Regions from separate parts of the Drosophila melanogaster genome. Here region 1 is linked to region 2. A link is a contact called in public Hi-C data. All regions are on one chromosome and are shown on one strand. The core of a region is the stretch at or near the end of the contact, and the rest is flanking DNA. Distances in the headings are between cores, read along the strand shown. Region 1 has its middle 14 kb from the start of tRNA:Ile-TAT-1-2. Region 2 holds the start of lncRNA:CR43785 (long non-coding RNA:CR43785).

Region 1 (7,488 bases), core at 2,297-4,796, 47 kb before region 2:
TTATGGGTTAGTTACAATTGTTCATTTCTAAATCAATTTCCTTTTTATAGCGCTGCGATCTCGCCATTGCCTCTGGGTGCTGCCAGCATTTTCACCTGGAAAACTCGTATAAAAAGTGCTCCAGTTTAACTTGGTGCACGTTTTCGACAGGCGGGCTCTCAGGAGGAGGGGCAATTTGGGATTGGGACTGCGATTGGGAGCTGGCCAGCAGCAGCAGGCCTTGTATAGTACGTGTACGTCTATATGCAGCTATATGCAGCCACCTGTTGCACTCGAGCCGCCGCGTTTGCTGTTAGTCAGCCGCTGGGAAATACCAGTTGGCCGACTTGACTAGAGTTTTCCTTGCATCACAGACCTCTGTGGATAGCACTGTGAGCTGAGCAGCAGTTCGACTTTAAGACCACGACGAGGTGTTGCGCAGACGCCGTGGGCCGTCGTTGAGAGTCTGTTACAGTTACCGAGGTGCAGATGGACGCGGCGAATGCACAGCTAGAAAAACCTTGAATACGCACAATATTGAGTCAGAGTTTTCAAACATTTTTAGAAAAGGGATTTTTTGTCCTTCTAAAATCAAATTATAACACTTTCGTTTGTAATTACTGTATGCAATGTATATCTAAGCAGCAAGTTTTACTCTCCGTGCTCCCAGTGAATGATGCAGTCTGAATGGCGATGCAGATGGCGTGCTGCATGCAGATTGGCTTCGATAAGGTGCAGCTCCTACCCATCCCCGTCCCCATCCCCATCCCCACTACCATTGCCATTTCATCCCGAGCCCCGAATCCGCCATCTAATGGCCTTTCTTTTTGACGTTGCTGCTGTCTAATTGCGGGGCGTTGTTTCTGTTGGCCGAGGAGTTGCTCTCAGCGCTTTTGTTTTTGTTTGCATTGTGGTTGTTTTGTTTTGGGCAATTTGTCTAAATGACACTAACTAATTGCCAGACTAACGCCCCATAAATGGGCGAAAAGCAGCCAGGTGGGACTGGGACAGGTACAAAAAGAAAGAGACAATGGTGGCTACTTTCACCTGGATTTGTGGAGTTCGAAACCGAGGTTTTGGGTCAGCTTTGTGGTCTTAACTCATCCATGAAGCGGAATTTCGAGGGCATTGCGTGGGTCCGAAACAAAAAGCCCCTTCTATTTTTCACGGATGGAAAGCCTATGGCGAACCTAAAAGTCAGAAACAGAAATTCATGGGGATATTGTTTTCTTGTTTATTCGCTTATGTTTGTCATAAATTATCGCACGGAATATTTGTGCACACATTGTTATATTTTATTATGAGCATTTTACTTTGTTCTCGTGGAAATTCTTGTGGCATTTCGTGAATTTCGTGGCCGCGCGCAGCTGCTGTCGATGTGTCTTTTTTAAATTGCTGTGCAGCATCAGCATCTCTCGCTTATTTAAAAACTTTAAGTGTCAATTGTTGTGACAAGTCGAAAAAGCGTGAAAATATTGCGAATGAATGCGGACGGACAGACGGACGGCCGGACGAGGGCCACAGGTGCGTATGAGCAACATTGAGAAGGCGGCCAAACGAAACTAGTTGAGCATAGTTGGCCAAATGGGATCCACAGTCGTTCGTGGCTGACTTGAAAACCAGCTAAAGTCGCGCCACTTGACAGGCCAAACGGTAAAATTGAAGTCGAAGTTTGAAGAACACTCAGCGAAATACTCGAGCTGCTCCAAATAACTTTGAAACCTGACATTAATAGCTTCAATGATGGTAAAAATGGTATTCATAGCTTAACTGGTGGTATGAGAACCTTGCTTTTTAAAGAAAACCAACGAGTTACCATACCATGCTTCCAATAAAAAAATTTTTATTGTTAGCGAAATGCAGAAGCCAGGTGCACTTTTAAGTCGATTTTTATGGGCTCCTTTAGGCAGTGTCTACTGTGTCAATTCTGGGAGTGCCCGCCATAAATCTGCCGGCCATTTAGTGTCCATCATTTCGTCCGGTTAGTCACCGTCATCGGTGGCAGGCAAATGAATAGCCGCCGGCCATTATAATTTTTTTGAGCCAGCCGCACTTGCTCGCTGTAAATTTGTCAACTTTCGGTTGGCTTTTCGATTCGGATCGCTATGGATCGGTTTTGTATCTTACGAATCTGACGAGGTGGTGCCTGTGCACCTGCACCTGCTGTGCCCATTTCACGAAGCTGCCGTTTCTGCTGCCATTAGCAGCGGCGGCCGCTAATGGGCGCCCAGTACCGCCCCACCAGCAGCAACACCAACAGCAGCAACATGTGGCGCACAGCTGCAACACATCAGCGGCAGGGTTGTCAGAGTTGCCACCCACTGCTGCGGGCGATCTTGTGCGACGCTCAGTGTGTCATCAGGCGTTTCCCTTCTCCGAAAGTCGCGAAAGAATAAACCGAAGATTATATGCCCTTAAAAACCATTTCCGATCGATCTTAGAGGAGATTTTGAGTTGCATAATGTATGCTATTTATGCAGAACTGAACAATCAGTAAAATAATGATGTTTTATTGAGGTGTCTTATCTAATATTTAGAAAGCAATATATCCTTTCAAAGGGTATACGAAATAAGACGAGAGAAGTGGAGACCGCCGGCCTGTCATTTTCCGTCTGTGCACCTGTTTAAAGGCATTTCGCTTTTATTGATTGCAGCCCCTGAATCCGAATCTGAATCTCTGCCTCCTTTACCTTTATGAACGAGTATCTGCATCTGCATGTGTATCTTTTTCTGCGTTCACAGTTTGCAGTTGCGGTCATTGAGCCCCTGATTTGTGGCGTTTCTAAATTGTTTTTCATGTTTCGACGGCAGCTGCATAATATGTACACTTTATTGACAGCCACGCCAATTTGATTTAGATACCACTCAGCGCGTTTTTTCCAGTGTGAGCGTGTCTCCATTGCCTGGATTATTTGGCCATTGAATGAGTGGCAAGCGTGTGACGCCAAAAAGAAAAAAATCTACAAAAATATTGTCAACTTGTATATTTATTTTCCATCATTTCATTTTCAATCACAGGGATCATAAAGGCAATAATAAATGTGACTGCCACAATTAGTACATTTTAAACCTAATCTCTAAACACCCACAACTATAATAGTTTTAGTGATAACAATAGACTAGACGTACTAGGTCAAATACTTGTTTATTTAGATAAGAGAGCAAAAATTAGCTCAATTAGTTTGTCAGTATTTTAATAAACCAACTCATGCAGTTTTTACTAATGTTAATGTTTTTTGTGCAATACATGGTTGTTAATAGATACGAAGATAATATAAAGTTCAAGAATCTTTTAGTTACTCAGTTTTTCTTGCAGGAAATATGTCTAGTTATTTGCATAGCTTACTTTATTTCTTAATGGTATTTATTTATTTAAGCCTGGCTTGCATTGGGATTCCTTCTTTCAAATAAACTCCATTTTAGCTTGGGTATCGGGTGCAATTACTCGCCATCGTATCATTAAATTATCCGCTGAATTGCTGCGTGTTTTGGGGGACTTGTGGAGTGTATATAGTGGCGTACTCATTGCCATGACTACAAATACTATAAATACAATCCCGCTGAAATTCAAGTGCAAAGCAAATGGGGACTTTATCGGACTGATGCGAGTGTACCCGGCCGACTGCGACGTCGACTGAGGCAGCGGAAGCGTCGCTGATAAGTGATAACGCCGTCGTCCGGCCAAAAAAATTGTACTACAAAATACCCCTATAACCTCTATATTATGCCAAATGCCGAGTGCAAGAGAGGCGTCAGCTTAAAATGGGCGTGACCACCTGCGGAACCACCTGTTCAATGGTGCGATTTTTGCGATGTGCGATTCGTATTGTTGCTTTCTGTATTGCCAATGACGAACGATCGTTAGGCATTCTTTTTGTTTGTGTGTTTAATTTGCTCAGGTGTTATGCACCTGATTTGCGCGCTATCGTAGCGGCCAACGGCCACATGAGATAGCGTCGCATCTGGGAGAGGAGAAGGTGAAGTGGCACAGCGAGAAAAATCATTCGGAATATGGTATTAATGGCAGGATTTTGCGGGGGATATTCTCTAGGAAACTAATTTGGTATACGTTCTATTCGATTTGAATTACACACGATTGCATATACGTTTTATTTGATTTGAATCACACATGCGTGCATGTCGCACGTGTTTTTCCCGCAGTGTATCAATCGAGCTGTGGACCAGGTAATTACTTAACCCACCTCGCTGGAGCTTTGTTGTTTGTTTGCGCATCAATTGCCATGTGAGGAGGGGGAGTGAGTTGCTAGGTGGGGCACTCAGCTACAAAATGGCAGTTCACTTATTTATTCAACTTACTGCTGCTCAGTGGAAACCAGGAGATCCGCCAGCAATTTATCTTTCCTGGAACTTGGACATGAAATATTAATAATTTTTTATAGCACCCCCTAATGGTAATTGCTCGATTGTTCTTTAATCTCAGTTGGTGTTTTGAGTAGCCAGTGGATTGATAAAAATCTGGGTGAAAGTGCTCAAGTGCCGTCATAAATACTAAGTTACTTGTTTATTTTTGAACAATTGTTCAGGTACATTGTAGTAAGTAATCATTAGGCTGGAAAACACCGTCGAAAGCTAATTATGGCCATAGCCATATAAAACTATATCTGCTTTGTTTTTCCATGGCGCTTGTAAACTATTGCAAAAATACAAATAACCATTACAAGTTCTAAATCAAACGTACTACATCATAATTACTGATCTTTTATTTTGTGTAGCAATGTCTTTATACCCCCGTAAAAAATTTAAAAATGGCGACATAGGCATTTTCGAGCTCCTTTCTAACCCAACATGCAAGTGGCTTTCGGCTGGGCTTAGTTTCAAAAGTTTGAGATTTATGGATCGATGTAAATCCGCTCGGACTTTTCGACTGACTAACTGAGCTGAGAATGACTGACTGACAGCCTTCACCGCTGACTGGCAACAACAAATGACACGAAATGTTTAACAAGCAATTCAATGCGATCGCTAATGGTATTGCTGTTGTGCAGTAACATTGTTGAATATTTGTTGAACATTTTCATTTTCATTTTCGTTGCAAGCACATACAATAAAATCCGTATAAATCTAAAACAGAGTTTAAAGGCTTTTGCCAAATGTTAATGCGTTGAACACGTCTTGGCCATTAAAGCGGAGAGCCCACATGACGTATGCGTTATGACAGGCTAATGCTGTTGTTTCACAGCATTGGTTTCTGGTTTCTTGTTTCTTGTTTCTGTTTCTGTTTCTTGGCCAGTTTGGTTTCTCGGAGCGCACCCATTCAAATTGAGTTTTGAGCCAGCGCACACCTGTTGCTTTGGCCATGGCAATAAGGTGCTTCTATGCGCTAATATATTGCCACATGTGTGTGCGCCTTGCCATTGTTTTATGCCAGAGATATCTGTCGGAGTATGGCCCGTTTTTTCCCTTTTAGCGAGCAGCTGACAGCATTTTGGCCTGCCCCCTTGATGATGACATAAAATGGAACAAATGGCCTATGAGCGTCGCAAATTAAGGCAGTGCAAACAGAGATCCAATTGGAAAACAAAGCCTGTGCTAAAAACACAACATTTGTTAGGTCCCCCGACTCGACTTATCATTAGAACGGATTTCCCACCCCATTTATGGCCTGTCATCTGCCTTATATAACTCGTGTTAAATTTATTCAAAACCTCTTGACTCCGGGACATTCAACCCCTGTGCTGCGATGCCAATGCGGTTGGTTCCTGTCCGCGCCAGTTGGCCAAGGGGTGTGTGTCCTTTGGAGTGTTTGAGTGAGTGTTTGGTGCCCTCACCCCTTTTGCGATCTCGATCCCCTTGTGAAGTGTTTTCCGACGGTCTGAAGTTATTATTTCGTTTGTTTGCACATTTGTCGCCCCGAATTGGCGTACAAATTGCAGGGCGATCTCATAAATTCTCGTGTTGCGACAATTAGATGAGCGCCACGCCCTCACGCACCTGCCACTCAAACACCTGTTGCCAAGTGCTGTTTTATTAGCACTGATCACCTGGAATATCAACACCTTTGCTGTGATCAAGTTCGGAACAGTTTTTAATTTTGTCTAATGTTAAATAATGTGACCCAATATCCCAAAATTGATACCTCTTCCGGTAAACCTCACGCATTGCGACCTCAACACTCCGTGAACAGCGAAATCTCAACCGAATTCGGATTGGACTGGAGAGGCCATAAATTAATTAGAGAGACTATCGAAGAAATAGTTTCGATTAGTGCAAAACACCTGTAGCCCAAAATAGAGCAAAAACCCAAACCAGATCCGATTGTAAGCCAGTTTGGCCAGCCGACAAGCGCTGCTGACGAAAAATATACAAATGTACAAGTGAGCAGATAAAAAACAGATTAGAAATTCAAATGATGACATGTCTGGGCCCAAAACGTTCGCGCCCATTCTGATAGCAGTGCTTAAACAAGAAACAAAATACAAACATCAAAATGCGTGGCCATAATGTGAATGGATCGCGAGTTGCCTCTTGGTTAGACACCTGTGGCCACTCAGAGGTTTTTTTTATAACCAACAACAATCTTCCTTTCTGGGTGCAAAGCAATTCCAATTCCAATTTTAATTCCAATTCCCATTCCCAGCTCTTGTACTTGGAGTGTGTGTAAACAATATTTATCAGTTTGCACTCCGGCTCCACCACTCAAAATAGACCAGGCCGACTCATTCGCCTCGTTTGGGTGCAAACCGGGTGCCCTGGTACTCGTAGCCCCATCGTAGCACCCGTCCTACAACTCGCACTCAACACCTTGGCACCTGGCTTATCGCACACACGCTACGCATTACGCCCGCGCAAAGGCAAAAGCAAGAGCAACAGCAATGGCAATACCAAAAGCAAAGCAAAAGCATAAGCTGAAAGCGAAGAGCACAAAGCAGAAAGCAGCGCCTTCTGATAAGCCAAACGGCTGCCAGATGGCCAAGTCAACCTGCTGCGAAGTGGGCCGAAGGCATCTGCCCCTGCGTGGCGTCGTAGTACACAGAGAGAAAACTTAATGCCAACTAATGTAGCTTAAGAAGAATTCATCGTTATATATATATATATAATTCGTTGTTGACCTTAACAAAATGGTTTTAATTCCAATAAATTTTTTAAGTTTCTACAAAGATGCCTGATTTTTCGCCAAGTGCAGAGGCTTCCCCTTTATCAGCTCTGATTCCGCGTACGTTGTGACTCTGCGATTTAACCCCATTGCTCCGATGGCCATGCCCATAAGCCAACAGGTGGTTGCACCGGAGCAGTGGCCAAATAGTGGAGCTGTAGCTCCAGAGGCCGCACAAAGCCGTGACTGTATGGTCTGGTCTGGTCCGGTTGGTTCCAAGAGCCCAAGGTTCATTACGTAGGTTCGTTCTTATCTGGCGCACGTTCTTTCTTTCCGCTCTTTTGCCTTTGCTGGCTGTTAAGTGCGTTCCCCCTCCTCGAACCCACTGCCCCACCTCCACCCCCCTCCGCCGTGTTAGCTTGTTGTAATTAGGCTGATGAATTTATGGAGCCTAC
Region 2 (7,598 bases), core at 2,606-5,105:
TGTTGTTGATTGGCAATCAATTTGTTGTCCGTTTTTATGATTCGCAGTGCGTCAATGTCAACTAACTGTTTTTCTGCCGCTCTCTGGCAGTTGGTTATTTATTATGTTGTTGCAGTTGCAATTAACACGGCAGCAACATGCCGCATTTTCCACAACAATGGCCAAAAGCAAATGTTGCATGTGGGAGTTGCAGTTGCAGTCGCAGTCGCAGTTGCTTTTGCGATGTTGCTGCTGTCGATTTGCGGCGCGTGTTGCAGACGTGAAACCAGCAGTAGTCAGTCTGCCAGTCTGCCAGTCTGCCAGTCTACCAGTTTTCAAGCCAGCCGAACCCAGACATATGGCCGAGATAAGCGGCATAATTATGCAAATTTGTTATAACAATCAGCGGCACCACAGCAACAACAACTGCAATTCCAAGACGACGGCCACATTTTATGGGCAGCGTTAAACGCCGTCAACAGCAATTGCAATTGCCATTTATGGGGCGTTAGAATCTAAGTTAGTACATAATCGCTTGAGATAGTTTTTTATTTATTTGCCTATATTTAATAACCATACCCGCCATCTCAAGACTTGGCTCTACCATCGATAAGATCCCCTAGGAATCATCGAACAAAGCCTTCATAAATCGCCTTGGGCCGGCCCATAAAAATCTTGGAAACTACGTTTGGAAATTTGAATACAAACATTGACAATTGACAGAGTCCGTCGACGACATTGGGCAGCAACAAATCAATTGCAGCAGCAGCAACATTCTCGTGCATATGGTAGGATACAGTTAGAAAAAATTCTTGCTTCTCACAGAATATCTCAAATGTTCGATACCTCTGATAAGCCACTTCATTACTACTTAAGCAAAAGGTAACTTTTGTGTGGTGCTTGCAACTGCATTTGCAACAGCATTTGCAACATTCGAAGCCATTCTTTCTGCGAGTGCCTTTGGTATTAAGATTCCTTAGTGGCTAGGCTCGATCATTGTTTTCCATTCTCCATTCTGGCTGGTGACTACGCATGCATAAATGCCTTTATAATCATTTCGTTGAACAAAATTTAGACGTCACTTGGCTGTCAGTTGGGGCTTGATCGCCTGACGAGACGGACATGTGGAAGACTTTGCAGGAGCAGCCACGTCGGGGATCGGAGGTCGAGCTGGGGATCGGAGGAGAGCCAGGGCACCAGATCATGTCCATATTTGCATTTTTGAAATGACACATGGAAATTTTCGATGTTTTGCCTTTTGAAAGCGAGCGGCCAACAGATTGACAGCAGCTGCAACTGATGACAACAGCAACATGAGACAAACATAACAGCATAGCAGCAGCAGCAACAATGGCCTGGAATGGCAAGCGAAAGTCGTGCGCAAATCCGACCAGGGGACAGCATATGGATATGCTGCTCCATGTGCTATATATGCTATATGGATATAGACGGAGATAATTGCTGTCGCATATTTTCCACGTCCACTTGTTGTCGCCGACTTAGCTGCAGCAACATGTGTTGCTCTCGGCTTTTGGCCGGCTGCCTTTTTGGGCTACGGCGATGGCAACATGTTGCAACCGTCCAACCGTCGAGCGTCCGGCTGTGCAAATATTTGGAACTTCCCCCGGTGGGAAGATACTTGGCGGGCCTATCATCATGGCCAGCACATGTGCGCCATATAGCAAGGGTTTTCACGCATTTCGGCCCACTGTGCGAGCGCAAGTTGAATATCTGGCCAAGCAGCAGCGGCAACAACAACAGCAACATCAGCCATAACAACACGCGAGAATAAAACGCAAATAATATGTGTGTATATTGCAAAAGGCGAGTGAAAAACGTTCCAGAGAGATTTTATAATTGATGGGTGTATGCACTTTCCAAATGCTCTTTAAATAGCAAAAATCGGGTAACGAGTCCCTTTCCTACAATCAAGTGATAAAAAATAAATAGAAATTGAATGGTAAATAAGGAACTATATTTTTATTATCCAACTTTTACCTATATTGGAAATTGTGTGGAAATTTTAAAATCTCGAACGGAAAACACGTGCAGCAAACAGACGGTAAGCACGGCGTTGAGCACACAGCACCTTTCTCCGCGTTCTCTGAGAGACTTCCAGTCGAGAGCGAAACCAAAACTTATGGGGCTATTTTGAGAGAAAGCGCTCTCTGCTCTCTGCGCCAGGGAAGTTTAGCACCGCATTTTGCTCAGTTCGCCAATAAAGACGCTGCAACATGGACATGCACAGGCTGATCTTCGAGGTGCAGCAGCGCCGGGCTCTCTGGGACGCGAGGCATCCGGACCACGCCAACCGACCGGAGACCCAGCGCCTCTGGAACGCCGTCGCGGAGGCCACCGGAATGGATGGTGAGTGCACTGAGCGAAATCGGGATCAATATTCGGGTCAACACAAAAATCCAATTGGAACTAATTAAAATTATGATAATTTTAGATTAATTAGAAAATTGTTAATGCGAAGTACTAGTATTATTTTTTAGTATTTTATGGTTTTTTCAAATTAATTATTACATTAGTATTAAACTTTTTTCGGTGTACTTTGTAATGAGTGCTTTGTTTACATTCTCTTTTCTTAATCGCGTATACCACGCTCTGACATTTCAGTTGAGCTTTGCCGAACCAAATGGAAAAATCTGCGTTGTAGTTATCGCCGAAGTAACCGGCGTAGTGGGATCTTGAAGCATCAGCAGTCGCCCTCGCCGGGTCACCAGTGGTCATATGCGGAGGCCATGAGCTTCCTGGACGGCCAAAGGGAGGAATGTGATAACAGCAACAACGGGGAGGAGGAGATGGAGAGTGCACTCAAGATTGAAGCCGAGCATATGCCCATGTTGTCGACCTTTAAGAGCGAGCAAGTCTCAGCTGCGGATGAAATGGAGGCGGACAACGATGCGCTGATGCGCGAATTCCAGAACGTGTCCACTCCCCAGGCGTTGCGAAGGCTCTCCGAGAACATCTCCCTGGCCAGTGCGGCGGCGGAGGAGCAGGTGCCTTCCACTGCCGACCAATTGAGTCCGAATTTGAATCAGGGAAGTGCCATTGCTGCCGCAGCAGCCAGCAGTTGCCATTGCGCGAAGAGGGTGGACGAACAGGTCAACTTCCTGGAGAGTCTGGAACGCGAGGAGCAGCAGCTGATGCAGTCCACCAGCCAGGATCTGGCCAGGTGCAAGAGTGTCCTCCATGTGGGCGACTCCGACTACAACTACCTGATCAGCTTTCTGCCGCTGATGAAGCAAATGACGCCCTTCCAGAATGTCTTCTTCAGGGCCAAGATGGGGGAGCTACTGCTGCAGACAATGCAACAGCCGCCGGTGCAGCAGCAACCGCAGCAACAGCAGCAACTGCAACTGCAACTGCAACAGCAACCTGAGCAACGACAGCAGCAGCAGCAGCCCTCGCAAATGTTGTTGAACCAACAGCAAATGGCCTTGGATCAGGCGCAAGTGAGCACAAGCTCCACGAATTGGAACTGAATCGAGGATTGCAGCCGAGCAAAATAAGATATACAATGCCCCCCTTAATGTTAAGTGTGCGAACTGGACAAGAGCGCGAGCACCACTGTGCGCAGGTTCAGTGCACAGTGGTTCGATTTGGCTGAGATTACTTTTGAATTTTATCATTGCACATAATAAAAGCTATATATAATTTTAAGTCTTCAAATTGAGGGTCTTATTTGCTTGATGTTTAGCAAACTTAAACATGTTTAACAAACTGCAAACTATTACCAGGGCTGCCGGAATTTAACTTAGAAGCTAAAAAGGCTAAATTTAAATCTAATCCTTTATTGATTACCAGGGCTGAAAACTCTTTGTTATTTTTCTTCTAAGTTGGCTGTTTTTTTAATGCCACACTATTGGAACGACATTTGTTAAATGAAGTCAAAGCGACCAATAATCTTGACGATTAAGTAAGAATACATTCGAAGTTGGCGTGGAGCTACCAAAATAAGTACAGCTAATTCAGTTTTGTGTGCTTTCCAATCCAAGGCAAACATTATCAAAAAATGGCCAAGAAGATTTTGTCAGCGTCATCCAAACTAAACATCGACCAGAATTATCCATCCGGGTTTATAAAGCAAATGGTAATAAATCCGGTTATGAGCGCCATGACAATCCAGGATGAGGAGGCCAAGATGCAGAAGTTGAAAGAGATTCTTCAGATGCTAGAAGCGGTGAATAATAAATTGATGAGTCAGCTGCCTATCGACGTTCTTATAAAGATGTTGTAAATTATTAAATACAGCGATGTGATGGTATTCACATACGATAACTGCTCTTGAAGTTTCAATTGGGTGTCGCCCAGTATCCATCCGGAATGCCATGCGATGCATGGCACACTATTTTAGTACGATTATTGGGCCCTCTGCCTGCGCGTTCAATGCACTGCATTCTGCTCTGCCCCGCTCCCAGCTTCAGCAGAGTAAGCCCAAGATGATAGTGACAATCGTGTGGGCGTCCGAGTGGATTCTACGGCTTCAACTTCAGCTTTTTAGCCTTACAGCCAGCTGCAGATGCAAGGGCATCCGACGTAATCTCGCCTCCGGCTGCCCACACATGTCCGCATTGAAGCGGCGAAACGTGAAAGGAAGGGGCAGGGGGAATGGGGAATGGGGAATGAGGGGAACCAGAGATCGCCCCGTCGCCTCAATAAATTACTGCACACTAGAATGAACCCCATCACCGATGGTGGTCCTGCTCTTTCCGTCCGTCCGTGTGTTAAAAGCCAAGTCCAAACTTAACATGACCATAAAAAAAGAACGCGGCTTGAAAAGCAAACAGAGGAGGGGAATAGGTCGCTCGAGAAATCAACGCAGCTGCGGATGACGAATCGAAATTGACATTGAACCGAGCGAGGCTGGAGCCTCCAGAGGATCGGCGATGCAAAGGGGGCAAATCCAGGGGAGAGGCCACGACAATCGACTTGGACTTGGTGGCTTTGCTTTTGCTTTTGCCACGACGACGTCATGTGTTTGAACTTGTTGCAGTTGGGGCATGGGCATGGCTATTGGATTCGATTCTTGTAGGTTGTTGGTTGTTGATCGTTGGTGCTGGGTGCTTGGTGGTTGGCTCTTGGCCTGCCCCATGAATTCCAATTTCAATAGCAGCCATCCACAGAGGTTACCAGTGCACGGCAGAAAAATATTGTGGACATGACCAGCTAGTTTATTATGTTAAATGAAGATTGTTAATCTATTTGAATGGCACATAGCAATGTTGTCTAATGAAAAATGAGACCACACTTTCTGCAATTTCAATTTCAATTTCAATGTATATAGCTGATTTTTCGCAGTGAGCTAAAAACAGTTCTGAAAAACAGTTTAAGGTGTGTTCTTGAGCTTGAAAGCCGTCGAGCCCACAGTGGCAGTTACCGATTCCGATTTCGATTCCAGTGATTGGAAACAGTTGGGGCAGAAAGGCATGAGGTGATTGGCGGGGCGGGGGCGCAATTAACGGCGGCCAAAAGAAACATTTGCAAATCGAATGCAAATTGACATTTGTCACTCGAACGTGCCCATGGCCAATGCATTGCATTAAATTCCACGCTGCCGAACATTCCAAATTTAGTTTCCATTCGCTCTCTTGGCCTAACATTTTTTAACCTGGCCAGAACGTTGAGAGAAGATAAAGGAAACCCCATAAAGATACCCGAATCGGTGATTGATTTCGCACCTTTTCTTCGACGTGTTAATGATGCGGATGGCCAAGCGGTGCATTTACCTGTTGGCTTTGTTCTTCGCCGCCGTTACGGCACATGCAAATTTCACTCTATTCAGCTCTCGTCAAATATTTGTACAGATTTCCATGAGATAGTGCATTCTGGCACACAGGTGCTAAGTCTCGCAGGCCATTGTTAATGCCGCATCCTCCGCCTCATTCCCATTTTCCAGAGCCAGAGCCAGAGCCGCTAGCATGTTGCGGAATTTCCAGAATTTGCTTAATTCATCATTCGGTGGTATGAGAAAGGGTTTCGCATTCCAACTAAATCTCCCAGCTCTAACACCTTTTCTGCCTAGTTTCGCATGGCCAACAGGTGCAAAAGCCATTAATGTTGCAGATGTTCGTTCCATGACTCGGTGAAGTAAAAGGGTGGCAAACAAAGGGATTGAGCAATATTTAACCAGAAATTGGTTATGGCCAGAATGGGCAGTATTTTTGCATTCCGTTATCCAGTTCAGGAAGCCAGTTGCTCATTTCTGACCTTGTTTCTAGGAACATTATATATTCAGGGGTAGTTGGTTTAATTCATGGTCCACTTTATTAATTCCTGGTGAACTAAGATTACCTAATTCTTTCCATCTTATCTATTTATAAACGGGCTTAAATATCATAATTACCGTGATTTCTAGCACATAATTATTTGATTGTAAATGAGTGCATTTGTGAATCGCACTCTGCGTGCATTCCCATGCACCTAACACTCAGATTGGAAACTCTATAATTTAGCCTCATCATTAATTTGGCTTTTGTGGCTGGTCCGAACGTGCTTTTGCCTTAACCATAATAAATGCCTGTGACACCTCTTAAGAAGATTATGCACATAAGGTTGCACATTATCCTCGCTGGCAAGATGATTTCAATCCGCTGGAAATGGCTGCTTCTTTCGGAGTCGACTTCTACATGCAATGGGCCATAATCTCGATCCGTTTTGGCCGCCACAAACCAATCAAAACATGCACTTAACTTTTGGCTGAACCCCGACCAGCCGCACGAGCATCGTTAACACACAAAAAATAAGTGTGTAGCTGCTGAGTCACTGGTACCCGGTCCAAAAATGTACCGCCCTCATCAGAGACCCCCCGCAAGCCCCTTCTGCTCCCTGAGCCGCTCATGTGATTTCTATATGTTTTCCACTGGGCCGACAAGGCAAGCAATCAAGCGGAGTCAGTGGGGCCTTTGTATTGCCATTGCCTCGGAGCAATCAATGCTGTATGACAGCTAGGTTAACTGCCACCTCCAGCTCCGTCTACGAAGCCCCGCCACATCTGCGATCCTACGCGCTTCCTCTTGATTTCGTTAAGTAAATCTCCAACTTGGCCAAGCGGCTGGGCAACCTTCACGTGCTCGTCGTCGCTGGCGTCTCACAGCTCGGTTCGCACTGCTAGTTAAAGATAAAAACCTAAAGATATGATGGCTAAGGAGTTTCATCAATATTGTTATAAATTATTTATTCATTTCTCAAACCCCTTACTGTTTAAAACTCTATAGGTATATGTAATTCATTATTTTTTTCTTAATTTCAGATTTCATGTCGATTTGAACTTGTCAAACCTCGAATCCTGCCGCCAAAGGTAAGTACCCTTTTTGGTTTTTTATGGTTATACTGTGATTGCTATATCGAATCCTTTGCAAATGGTGCATATACCAAGTCTGGTTCCTAGACACATGATCTATTATTTCGCCCCCCATTGTAGGTGTTGTTGGCGTCGCCAGCTGTCCGTCCGCGGTTTCCATGGCTCGCAAGTCGCGAGATCATGATCATGGCTTTAACTGGCTCTTGAATCTTGACTGTTGGTTGTTGTCTGTTGGCTCTTGGCATAGTACCAGTACGAGTTCGAGTATTTTTAACTCTCCTATGGACTTGGACGCGGCTGCGTTTATTGT

The links. Hi-C and Micro-C count contacts between places; a contact is called where the count stands out from the background.
Region 1: a Hi-C map of the Kc167 cell line shows a contact between it and region 2, with 1.6 times the contacts expected there. A contact is called at or near these places in 29 of 107 Hi-C or Micro-C datasets (the Kc167 cell line, the ML-DmBG3-c2 cell line, the OSC cell line and 8 more) and 2 of 7 datasets of targeted methods (both in the S2 cell line).

What each region holds. Positions count from the first base shown.
Region 1 is chr3L:780,894-788,381 of dm6, reverse strand. No RefSeq gene overlaps it. Among named protein-coding and RNA genes, the nearest start is that of tRNA:Ile-TAT-1-2, 14 kb to the right of the region's middle.
Region 2 is chr3L:733,736-741,333 of dm6, reverse strand. lncRNA:CR43785 (long non-coding RNA:CR43785) reads left to right here and starts at 3,855. Exons shown (of 1, transcript NR_073907.1): 1 at 3,855-4,282. It overlaps hng3 (hinge3), which reads left to right. Exons shown (of 2, transcript NM_001274293.1): 2 at 2,602-3,654. The coding sequence ends at 3,470.